4 separate regions of the Mus musculus genome follow, and all the other regions are linked to region 2. Evidence: chromatin contacts called from public HiChIP or PLAC-seq and promoter capture Hi-C data. All regions are on one chromosome and are shown on one strand. Each heading gives the region's core, a stretch centred on a gene start, on an enhancer-like site or on the middle of the called end of the contact. The rest is flanking DNA. Distances are from core to core; before and after follow the strand shown.

Region 1 (2,891 bases), core at 200-2,699, 890 kb after region 2:
AAGACCATTAGAGGGTTATGCTGGAACAATACAGGATTCTTCTCTGGAGACCCAATCGGGGCTATTCTTTCCTTAATACGCTAAAGGCTGTTTTCTCTGGGCTACACTTAGCAGGTGGTGTAATAAAGGCTGCTTAACTCATTTCTCAAAACTGCCTCTCAAAGGCGCTGATGCCTTTGGACAACTTGATTGAAGTTTTGGCAAGTTGGAGTTTTCTGTTTGCCCACCTCTGAAGTCTACCATGCACCCACATCTGAGAGCTCTTGCAGTGTCCCCCAAACATCCACAGAACCCCAGACACAGTACAGGACACGCTAACCAATTTGTCCCACTTCATCTTTTTTTTTTTTCTTTAAAATACTAAAAACTTTTTTAGCATGTTGGTACTGGCATTGAGACTTAAAGTTGTTTCCTTAATTTAAATAGTTTTGGCACTCCCCCTAGAAGAAAAATTAGAAATTTTTCTAATAAATAAATTTTTATAAAATAAATTTAAAAATAAAAAACTAGAAGAAAAATTCTCTTTCCCTAACAAGAAAAGTATGCCCTAGTAAGAGTTTACTGGGGAGCCAGTCAGTGGTGGCGCACACCTTTAATCCCAGCACGGGAGGCAGAGGCAGGCAGATTTCTGAGTTTAAGGCCAGCCTGGTTTACAGAGTGAGTTCCAGGACAGTCAGGGATACACAGAGAGACCCTGTCTCAAAAAAAAAAAAAAAAAAAAAAAAGGTGGGGGGTGGTTACTGGGTAGGACATTTTGGAGGGCCACATTGATCAAAATTGTTTTTTAAGATTTATTTATGTGTATGCCTTAGCATATGTAGGTACCCCTGGAAGCCAGAAGAGGGCGTCAGATCCCCTTGATCTGGAATTCCGGGCAGTTGTGGTTTCATGTGGGTGCTAGAAACAGAACCCCAGTCCTCTGCAAGAGCAACAAGCAATGCTCTTTTGCTCACAACAACCAAGTCTGTCCCCATCAGAGGTACTGGAGTCTGATGGCTTAAGCCACCCCTAGGGAGAATGCAAGAAACTCTTCCAGGGAAGGCAGCATCCTAGAGCTGAAAGAACAAACCTCAATAAAGGATACAAATGGAAACAAGCTGCAAGCTAACGTCTAATAACCTTTACCTCGTCCACACCCAGCAGCCTGGGGCACCTACAGAGAGTCAGCCCAGCCAGATGGTAGGATCTGCAAGGGCGGAGGGCTTTGCAAAGGAAAGCCAGACCAGGGATAACCACCGTTCCTCTCCGAAGGCAGGAAGCCAGACTGTTTCAGTACCAACAGACTGATTCAAAGAAAGGAATGAGGAATGACGGCAGAATGACAGCAACAGTCCAAATTCTGGCTCAAGGTCAAAGGTCTTTTTTTAAACTAAAAGGCCCTACTAACAGAACAGGGTGTCTTGGTAAGCTTGGAAAGAATTCCGTACCACACCCAGAGGAAAGGGGGTGAGTCAGAGACAACAGGAAGCAAGCAGACTGTTTCACTGCGGTAGCCAGGCTAGACCTGGTGACTTCTGGAGCCGACCATCTTTAAAAATCGTGGGATTTTTATACCTCAAGGGAGTCCTGGGAAATTCTGAAAAGCTACTCTTAAATATTTTGAAAAGTGGTTACTCTGTTGCTTAAAGTAAGGCATAGCCCTACCAATTTTTCCAGACCCACCCTTTTCCCAGAGTTCAGGGACTCTGGAACTTGTGATGTTTAAGCAGCTGTAATGTTTTCAATACACTAGGGACATAGCAGCTCCAGCGGTGACGGAAAGAGCTGGTATTCTAGAATCCCTCTAAATGATATCATCCTAGTTTCTTAAGAAAATGGCTGGTGTCTGAACGATAAACCTACAAAAGCAACATGGACTTACAGCCTGGATCCTACTTGAACTTCCAGTTTCATGAACACATTTTGTTTTTTCCTTTACCTTTGCCATCAGTGAACCCCTCTAAAGACTTCATTCTAAACTGTGGGTGGCAACTCATGAATGGATCACAAACTCCATTTCACTTGTCTTGATCAGCAGTTTTATTTTTTAAATAAAACAGAACAGACTAAGAAAATATCACAATGTGCCACATATCACAAGAGCAAATACCGTTTAGTGGAACTTTCATTTCAGTCAAATACGTAAATCCATTTGTATGTCATGATATAAATATTGGCCACAGTTGCCTTAAAAAAACTAATGTTCCAGACCAGGGACACAACCGTGCGGGGAGATCAGGGTGACGAGAGACAGAGATGGGTGGCGATGATGAGTTTTAATGCCCCAGCCAACACCCACAGTCACATCCGGCTCCTCAGACCAACTTGATCTTTGAGACTAGACTTTTGTACAGTCAGGCAACACGCAGAAGCCCAAGGCTCCGTGGGCATCACTCCTGCAGAATGCTAGAGAGGAAGGCAAGGTGATTACATCTCATAGCCAAAGTTCTTTTTATTCTTAAATAACTTTAATCTACTCTGGTTTCCAACAGGCTCTAACCCCAGAGCCCCCGGGGCTCATTTCAAGAAACGTCTTCTCATGTGGGGGGTCAGCTAAACAGCAGCTGCTTCCCCTCGGTCATCTCTAATAAAGGACGTGTACAGCTAGGTACAGCTAGGTTTGCGCAGGCAGGAAAGGTGTGACAAGAACTGCTTTGGTGGCGTGAACTACGAGGTGTTTCTTCACTGGATTTTGGTGACGGCTTCATGGATGGAGGTAGCGACGTAATCTAGGTTCTTGGTGGTCAAGCCGCACATGTTGATCCGACCACTCGGCAGGAGATAGATATGCTTCTCGTTGACCAAATACTCGACCTGCTTGGCTGTAGAGAAGACAGGAGGGCAAGACACTGACTTAAGCAGTGGACACTCAGAGATCACCATCTTCCTTCTTCCTCCTTAACTCAGACTGG
Region 2 (2,736 bases), core at 84-2,583:
ATGCAGGCCCTGGAGAGCCTCCATACTTCCTGCCCACTCCAGGTTCCCAGAACTGTTACTCACACCAAGCTCGTCTCCTCATTGTCATTCCCAAGACAGAGCCTTCATCTCCCAGGGCCCATTGTTAAACTCCTACACACATGTCAACACCCAGCTCAAATGCTGCTCCCTCCAGAAAGGCCTCCCAGTATCCTACCTTCCTATTTGTTCCCACTGGACTGAGTACAGGAGGACTGGGCTGAGAACTGGGTCTTGGAGAAAGAAGGTGCCCTTTCTCTTCCCCAGGGAGAAGGGAATGGGTGAGGGGGCCACAGGATAAGAATGCCTCTAGGACCCTGTTTGAATAGGCCTCTCCATTTCACAGATGGAAAGGTCGGGGCCCCAGGAAATGAAATAGCTGGACTGGCCAGAATTCAAACAGGCCACCTGGCTACAGTCTGGGCTCTCATTGATTGATCGATGTTGGATGAGGGAGAGAGAGGGAGGGTGAATGGAACTCTACCTTGTCACTGGCTATATGACTCAGGCTGAAGTGCAAGGGCACTGGAGTGAAGTCTGAAGACACAGGCACCTGCCCTGGCCAGGAGGGAAGGCTGCGAGAGGATGATTGCCCAGGATTCCTAGAGGTTTGGGGGGGGGGGGCGGCTATCCTGAGAGGCTAGCTGTGGGTCACTCCTAGTCCTTTTTCTGTGACTCTCTGGGCCTTGGTCTAGGCCCTGTACCCTTATGGCATCGTTCCTGTGGTTAGAGCAGAGCCTACAAATAGGCTCCCACCTATATAGGGCTGGGGAAGGTGGGGTTTGAAGCCCTCTGCCTCCAAACCCTCTTTCACATCATCTCCAGCAGTCAGCTCTATGTAGAGGGGAGCCCAGCTCTGCTCCAGCTCTTAGTGCCCCGAGTCACAGGAGAGACATCTAGTTCTATTTTACTCCGTCCCCAGCATTCTTTCAGGGTGAGAAATGGTTACACACAGTGTGTTCACACACAGTGTATTCACAAACCTAACACCCAGACTCCTGCTTGCCAGAGCTCTCTCCACTCATGTAGCCTTGAACCAACTCCCCTAACATGATGGGCACTTGTCCAGTGGGGAAGCAGGTTGTGACCCACCCACTGGGCTGACTTATCCATGGGATCCCCCCATTCCTCTGAGCTTCTAGAGGCCTGCCCACCCGCGAGAAACAGAAGAAAGGACAAGACAGACAGCAAGAGGCAGACAGGAGATCGCAACAGGCAGGAGCTCACCGGCAGGATCTGGAGGTCGGGGCTGGGCTGGGCGCCACGGCAGAGCAGCGCTAACGGGCCTCCCGGGGCGCCCTGGGGGCTTTTTATCCGCCAGCCTCCCGCCCCAAGTCCGGGCCTTCCCCGGGGGAGGTCGCAGGCCCCGCCCCGGGCGCGCCTGTGTGCACGGGCAGCCCCGCCCGGCCGGCCACCAGCCAGGCGCGCAGCTCGGGACTGGGCCAAGTTGGGAAGTCCCAGGCGCTGCGGGGAGCGTGGGGGGTGACGGAGTCCCGGAGACGCATGGCGGGGGACAGCGTCGGGTGGCAAGGATCCGGTCTGCGAGTGCCTCTGCAGGCACGGTTTTCTCCTCTGTCTAATGGGCGATCGGAGCTGTGTCCCATTAACCTTATAGAACTGAGCGCCCCACAGTCTTAGGTCTGGATCCCGTGGGCTGCTTCTGCAGGGCAATGCAGGCGTTCTTTTGGGGTGAGGGCCCCGTTCAGTGGTTGGGTGATGCAGCTTAAGTAACAGTCTCTCTGTGACCTGGTCCCCAAGGTTTACTGAAGGCGGCTTGAGAGCAAAGCTCTGCTCATTATGAAGTTCAGTCCCAGGAGACAGGATTTGCTTCCCAGAGTCATAAACCTCGCAGCAGAGAACTTAAGACTTCCGGTACTTAGCCAGGATGTCCCTGGTCCTTGCCAGGTTCAGGGGATGAGGGCAGTGGAGGACAGAGGGGAATGAGAGGCTGTGGAACACAACAAATGAAGGAAGGCCTGCGGAGGGGAGTCCCCCAGCTGAAGAAGCAACCAGGCTCCAGGCCTCGGGCTTCCAGTCTTCAGCTCCTTCAGAACCTCACGTGTGAAATGAGCAGACTGTTTCCAGTATCCTCTCTAGTCTCAGAGCAGTGAGCGGCGCGTCCCCCACCTTGCCTCAGATTGACAGCTAACGGTTTCTTCATTCAGGACCCTCTGTTGATTTTTCTCCTATGTGCTAGAAAAAGGGCTAAAGTGCTAGACGCTGGCAGGGGGGTACCCAAGTCTGAAGAGGGAAGATGTGCAAATAAAGGTGACCTCAAGGCAGAGGTAATGAGGGCCAAGATGGCATGTGACAGCCAGGTCACCTTGACCATGTTGCCAGAGACCTGGGTCCACCCCTAGCTGCTCATGTCTAAGATGTCCCCCCAGTGGCCCTGCCCCACCCGACCTGGGCCCAAAACATTCCCTAGGATGAATCAACAGGAAAGAATGCTCCCAGCCTCAGGTCAGTGGCAGAGGCAGAAACCCGGCTCCTCCCCTAGGGACAATGAGGCAGCTGTGGACCAGGATACCAGGTATGCACGGGGCCTCCACCCTCTGCCCAGCCACCTCTAATGCAGAGCCAGGAGCAACATGGGAGGCTCCGCCTGCTGCCAGTCACCCACCAGGCCTGGCTGCCCAGAGCTAAAAATACCTTGGAACCCAATGAATGAATTGATGTTGGCCGGAAGTCCTTACCTTGCAAGACTGGCCAGAGGCA
Region 3 (2,873 bases), core at 199-2,698, 780 kb after region 2:
AGGGTCCAACTTGAAGGGAATTTTCAGAAACTTAACACTTGGATATTCAATATTGCAGAGGTTTATCCTCCCTTTCTTTTTCTTCTGTGTGTTTTCTTTTTATTTCCAACGCCCCCCTCTTTGCAACCGCCCCTGATGGGAAGGGGATCGCGGTTGCTTAACTGCCTGAATAGTAACAACCCGGGAAGAGGGTGAACCCAACTAGACTGTCAGCGAGACTCAACCTTCAGGTTTGTTAATCCACCACTGCTTTGGGGTTCAAAACTCCCAACGCTTCCCCTGAGAGTTCCTAGGACCTTTATGGATCGCGTATGATGCACACTACGACCCGAGCAACGATTTTTTTTCCCCACTGTAAAAAATTAAACTATGCAGTTACCAAGGAAAACTAAAGAGGAGGGTGGAGGGGGAAGGGCTTCATCTATAAAAAGTGTCTTACAAAGTCAAGGCTGATAATGACAGCGGAGGATACAAAATAAAAAATTTTAACTCCAATCCAACTTGCTCACCGCTCAGGACTCTCCTTAAATTCGTTTTCTGTCTGGGAGTGAGAACTGATGAAACCATCTTTCCGTGGCAAATTCCACTTTCATGCAATCTCCCAACTGAACACTCGGACACACGCACACTGCTTTCTCTCTCACACACAACCACTCCTCTGGAGTCTTTGTTGTTCCAGATCTTCCCTTTTGTAACTTCCCTGAACCTCTTGTTTCTTTTTCAGAAGGGGAGACTAATTGTGGATATATGTAAGCACAACATTTTTTCAGTCATAACTGATAAGTTTCTGAAATGCCTTCTGCATTGCAAACATGTGCATCTTAATAGAAAACACTGCTTTCCTCAATCACCAGTTACAGCCTCACAGCAAATAGTCCAGGAGGGGGGAAACCTCCTTTTTTTCTCTTGGAAAGACAGATCGGTTTGCTGCTGCTGCTGTTGCTGCTGCTGCTGCTGCTGCTGCTGCTGCTGCTGTACCTCCTCTTCTTCTCCTCCTCCTTCTTATTCTTCTTTTTTCTCCTCTTTTTTCTTCCCCCTTTGGAGCAGGGGATAGGAAGAGAATGGGGGTGGGGGTACTTAAATTTTTAAATGACTCATCGAAGCCCCTGCCTTACCTTAAGAAATCGAGCCAGCCATCATGAATGATGGAGGGATCCAGCTGCAGAGAGAGGAAGTTCTCATTGACTGTCCTGACTGGGTTCTTGGTGCTCACATCAAGTAGAATCAGGGTCTTTTCCTTCAAACCTGTAGCTCTGTCTACAGGCAAAGGTCTCCTGTTTCCAGCGTGGAAGGAGAGGGAGAGATGGAGCAACAGAGCCAAGAAGAGAGCCACCAGGGCTAGGCACGAGGGGGGGCGGGAGCTGCTGGAGGCCATGGCTTCAGGGAAAGCACAGAGCACCCTCATTAAATCCCTCTGATTTAAACTTCTTTCCCTACTGGGTCTCGATGGTGACTAATTGTCCTTATCTAAAGTGTGTGTCTCTCTGCCCCCCTTCTCTCCCCCCCCCTATTCTCTTTCGCCCTCGCTCCCTCGCTCTTGCTCGCTTGCTCGCATTTTTTTTTCAGTGTTTTGGTGCTGGTGGAGCGAACTCACGCCCCTAGCCAGCCTTCTCAGCAACTCGTGCCAAGAGTACTGTTCACCAGCACCGCCCCTTTAAGAGATTTGACTGCAGACATTTTTTAACTTTTTAAAGGTAAGGGATGGGGGAGGGGGGAGAAGGGGGAGGGGTGGCCGTTGTGCCCTACTGATTTAACCCGCTAGGGTCAGGAAGCGGCCAGTGGGACTGAAACTGTACTGTGGTACCATCTTGAGTAAGAGCTTATTTTCAAGTCCCCTCCCCAGTAGGCTATGGGGAAGGCCCTTCACTGCCTGAGGGGCAGTCTGTCCTGACTATTTCTTGCTTACCGTCCACTTTGTGCCTTCCTTTTGGGTTGAAGCAGTAAATGTTGTTAGGTTGTAAATGGTTTTATGATGGGCAAAGTAATTTTTGCCAAGGCACAAAAAGCAAAGAAGAGTCCATGCCTAGGTGTGCAAACCCCTGAATCTTGCAAGATAACTAGAAAGAAGTTTCTCCTGAATAGGAGACTAAGGTGGGGGAGAAGGGAGAGTATTCCCAGGTCAAAGAACTTCCTAGTCAGGAGAGTCAAAAAAGAATCAGTATGCTCCATGGCACTGCTGCTTATGTGTGAGGGAGAGTCTTGAGTTTCCCATATATGTTATTTTATGGCTTTGGCAACCCATTGGACTGATGATCAAGACACCCTATGTTCATTTGAATCACTCCTTGGCCAATGTATTCCACTGTAAAAGTAAAGATGCCTCTCCAATGTCTCCTTGCCAACAACCCTCAGACTCATACCCTTGCAGGGGAGTATGTCTTCCTGACGTAGAAATGGGCTATAGGGGTGTCAAATCCAGCCCTAGGCCAAAATTAGAGTGTGCCTGCTTGGAACTCTGGGATACAGATCATCCTGGACTTCGAGTGCACTGCAAACCTCTGTTCTTTTCATTCCCACCCTCAATAGCTTGCAAATTATCCTGAGTCCCATCCTAACACAAGGGGAAACAATCCAGCCACAATCACAGGCAGTCACAATCACACCCAGTCCCATTTTCAGCTTCTCTCTGGGATACAACAAGTCCTCTATTTTGGCAGATGAAGGGAGCTACTTTATGAAAAATGGGTAAATGAGAGCACCCCAGGGCATTCCTTGATTAAACAGACTAGATGACAGTTGAATGCAGAGCATGGGTCCCCACCACTGCCAGTACTGCACACTGGGCAGTATGAGAGCTCAGTAAACACTACAATAGCAATCTATTTTCCTTCCTTCAGCCAGAAAGAATTAGCCAACCTACATAGGACTGGACT
Region 4 (3,115 bases), core at 574-3,073, 850 kb after region 2:
CAGTAAAAACAAAACATCTGCCACATTAGTCAGAATGTTCCCGCTATAAACACCTTTAACAAGGAAGGGTTTCTTTGGTTCCTGGTTTCATCCTGTCCCCATGGGGAGCCATGGTGGCCAAGAAAAAGCAGCTCATATCATGGCGGCCAGAAGCAGACGGAGAATGGTTGTGGAAACAAGCTTTCTCCTTTCCCCTTATCCCATCTGAGCTGAGGCACATTGATGGTGCCATAGGCACCCAGAGTGGGTCCTCCTCCTCCTTCTCCCTCCCTCCCTCCTCTTTCCCCTCCTCTCCTCCCCTCCTCCTCCTCCCCACCTCCTCCTAACCCTTCCTAAAATTGCCTTCATATAAACACCCAGAAGTATGCACTACTAACCTCCTAGATATCTCTCAATCCAACCAAATTGGTAATCAAGATGACGTCATATCTGCCTGTGATACATTATAGTTTACTAAACCTTTTTACAAATATACCAGCTATGTGGCCAGTTCTAGCTAGAGTATTGATAACAAGTCATCCCCAAAACAGAGATAGAAAACAATTCCCATCTTATTACACTAATGACTTCTAAGAAAGGCATGATAGGATAACTTTTCTCTGCTTTGCAGTACTTAAGCCATCACTAGGGAAGACAAGAAAGCCTGGGTCAGCTGAGACTGAAGCACCCACTTTCAGCTGAGAATGAAGCACCCACTTTCAAGGTGGCTTCTTGAACCATGGTGGCCTCAAGGTAGTCAACAACCAGCCGGGCGTGGTGGCACACGCCTTTAATCCCGGCACTTGGGAGGCAGGGGCAGGCGAATTTCTGAGTTCGAGGCCAGCCTGGTCTACAAAGTGAGTTCCAGGACAGCCAGGGCTACACAGAGAAACCGTGTCTCGAAAAACCAAAAAACAAAAACAAACAAACAAAAAAAGGTAGTCAACAACCGTCTTACAGGGTCTCTACAGCAGAAGTTGTTGTCTTTTACCACCCAACCTCGGGTACAGAACAAGCCCACCCAGATTCAGGGGCAGGACATATTAGCTACAGCCTTCCGTGGAGGCAGTTCCAAAAGTCCACAGCCTTGGTTCTGGTTCCTGATTCCACATGAGTGTTGGCAACTCAGTGGCAGTTAAATAATTTACCTGAAGGTAATAACCAGTCTGCCTAAACAGGGAGCCTGACTTTTAATCTAATTCTCCTTCGGTCTTACTTTTTCAATTAGGCTCTTGAGTCTCCTTCACCTAATATATTCTTATCAATGTGTCAAAGTTCAAAGAAAAAAAATGTAACTAGCTTACATTTTAGATACATGTTAGAAAGTTGCCCTTAAAAGAAACAAGAGGTTTTCAGAAGCAAGAGGCAGGTGGAAGGGAGGAAGGAGGGAGGGCTTGTGGCTAGCAGGTACAGCTGTGTGCTGGATAGGAGGAGTGGCTTCTAATGGCTCAGACCACAGTACAGTCCCCTACTTGACAATGATTAACCGCATATTTCAAAACAGCTAGTACACACAGACCTGATTCAAGGACACAATGAGGCTTGAGATGGTAGACATGCTAATGCCTTGATCTGACCATTACTTATTGTGTAAATGTGTTACATTGTATCCTATGTGTCCAACCTATATGCAAACTAACGTTATAAAATATAACTAAGTGCCACATGGCAATGTATGGCCAACAATAGATTATGTAGAATGGTCTTATAAAAATGTTATCTAGTGATGACATACCATTATGTCATTAGTTATGACATAACCATTAGTTTGCATAAGTGCTATCTTAATAAGGGTCTCTATTGCTGTGATGAAACACCATGACCAAAAGCAAGTTAGGTAGGAAAGGGTTTGTTTGGCTTACATAGCACATTCCACTGTGGGAAGCCGGGCAGGACTCAAACAGCAGGAACCTGGAGCTGATGCAGAGGCCATGGAGGAGTGCTGCTTTCGGGCTTGCTTCTCATGGCTTGCTAAGTCTGCTTTCTTATAGAAGTCAGGACCACCAGCCCAGGGACAGCACTGTCCACAATGGGCTGGGACCTCCCCCACCAATCATTAATTAAGAAAATGTCCTACAGGCTTACTTACAGCCTCTATTGAATACAGACATTTTTCTCAATTAAGGATCCCTCCTCTCTTATGACTGTAACTTGTGTCAAGTTGACGGAAAACTAGGCAGTGCACCTGTACTCTGTGATATTCCCACAATGAAACTGCCTAACAGTTCAGGTCTGAGAACCTGCCTCTATCACTGAGCAACACACATCTGTATTTCTTCTGAGTATCAGGCTCCCATTGGTAAGAACTTGCACACACCAATTTCCTATTTTCAGATGGTCCTGGGGTGAGTTCAGTCCTGAATTTAGTCAAACAGAAACTCTGTATTGTTTTCTCACAAACAGAAATCATCTCTGAAAATGATCCCATATGTTTGACTATGGTTTCATTTGTTCTCCAGGAAAATCTCACTTGGCCATTGTCCAGAGAGTGAACAACGAGGGTGAAGGAGACCCTTTCTATGAGGTGATGGGCATTGTGACTCTGGAGGACATCATAGAAGAGATCATCAAGTCGGAGATCCTCGACGAAACTGACCTCTACAGTAAGTGTGGGTCCTTCCTACTCCCGAGACCCCCAGGAACGCATCGGTTTGATGAACAATGGGAAAGGTTGTCAAGGCAAGTCTGTGCACCGGTGTGTCACCCACGGCCAGGCAGTGCTAGCATGGCAGGGCACCCTGGCCCACGTTATCCTGAATCATGCTGGTAAGGTATTATCAGAAGGGAACTTTCCAGAACACCGTTAAAACTGGGGAAAGATAGCTTCGCCTTCAAATGGAAAAAATGGCTAAGAGAAAGACAGTGTGCCCAAGAGGAGGCCCAGGGGGCTCTCTGCTCTTGTTTCTGCCCTCTGCATTGTTCCCATGGTGGCTCCTTGTCTACCTAGAGGCAGAGCCCAGCTCCCTTGGAGCTCCTCACACCGGACCACCAGTGACCAATGAACGAGCACCGTCATAGCATCACCCTTCGCTAAAGCCAAACGGTTAAATGCCCCTGTTGGATGCTGTTCTTGGCTCTCATGCCTCCTGCCCCCTGGATCAGGTCCCTGTGTGGCTCCTGTTGCTGCTTCTGCCTC

The links. Promoter capture Hi-C pulls out the DNA fragments that hold promoters and counts their contacts. HiChIP or PLAC-seq counts read pairs in DNA pulled down with a chosen protein or histone mark.
Region 1: an H3K27ac HiChIP or PLAC-seq map of embryonic stem cells shows a contact between it and region 2, with 3 times the contacts expected there. The contact joins the enhancer-like site here to the promoter of Loxl4 in region 2. A contact is called at or near these places in 8 of 39 promoter capture datasets (the 3T3-L1 cell line, the SN4741 cell line, cranial neural crest and 4 more), 2 of 115 datasets of contacts at active chromatin or transcription factors (embryonic stem cells and pancreatic cancer cells) and 1 of 9 other capture datasets (embryonic stem cells).
Region 3: an H3K4me3 HiChIP or PLAC-seq map of embryonic forebrain shows a contact between it and region 2, with 12 times the contacts expected there. The contact joins the promoter of Hpse2 here to the promoter of Loxl4 in region 2. A contact is called at or near these places in 8 of 39 promoter capture datasets (the SN4741 cell line, cranial neural crest, embryonic stem cells and 4 more), 2 of 115 datasets of contacts at active chromatin or transcription factors (embryonic forebrain and forebrain) and 2 of 9 other capture datasets (adipose tissue and liver).
Region 4: a contact with region 2 is called in a promoter capture Hi-C map of liver, with 3 times the contacts expected there. The contact joins the enhancer-like site here to the promoter of Loxl4 in region 2. A contact is called at or near these places in 4 of 39 promoter capture datasets (the 3T3-L1 cell line, cranial neural crest and liver) and 1 of 9 other capture datasets (adipose tissue).

The regions. Positions count from the first base shown.
Region 1 is chr19:43,497,757-43,500,647 of GRCm38.p6, forward strand. Got1 (glutamic-oxaloacetic transaminase 1, soluble) reads right to left here. Exons shown (of 9, transcript NM_010324.2): 9 at 1,996-2,801. The coding sequence ends at 2,662. Among named protein-coding and RNA genes, the nearest start is that of Got1, 25 kb to the right of the region's middle. Within about 2 kb of position 1,450, at least 88 of the 459 cell types and tissues checked have an H3K27ac peak or open chromatin away from gene starts, as enhancers often do. A contact at or near this core is called in the SN4741 cell line, embryonic stem cells, liver and 1 more, where this site is marked.
Region 2 is chr19:42,611,473-42,614,208 of GRCm38.p6, forward strand. It overlaps Loxl4 (lysyl oxidase-like 4), which reads right to left and starts at 1,334. Exons shown (of 15, transcript NM_053083.3): 1 at 1,246-1,334.
Region 3 is chr19:43,386,907-43,389,779 of GRCm38.p6, forward strand. It overlaps Hpse2 (heparanase 2), which reads right to left and starts at 1,449. Exons shown (of 12, transcript NM_001081257.2): 1 at 1,116-1,449. The coding sequence starts at 1,405.
Region 4 is chr19:43,462,683-43,465,797 of GRCm38.p6, forward strand. Cnnm1 (cyclin M1) reads left to right here. Exons shown (of 12, transcript NM_001373992.1): 2 at 2,439-2,582. Among named protein-coding and RNA genes, the nearest start is that of Cnnm1, 24 kb to the left of the region's middle. Within about 2 kb of position 1,824, at least 18 of the 459 cell types and tissues checked have an H3K27ac peak or open chromatin away from gene starts, as enhancers often do. A contact at or near this core is called in liver, where this site is marked.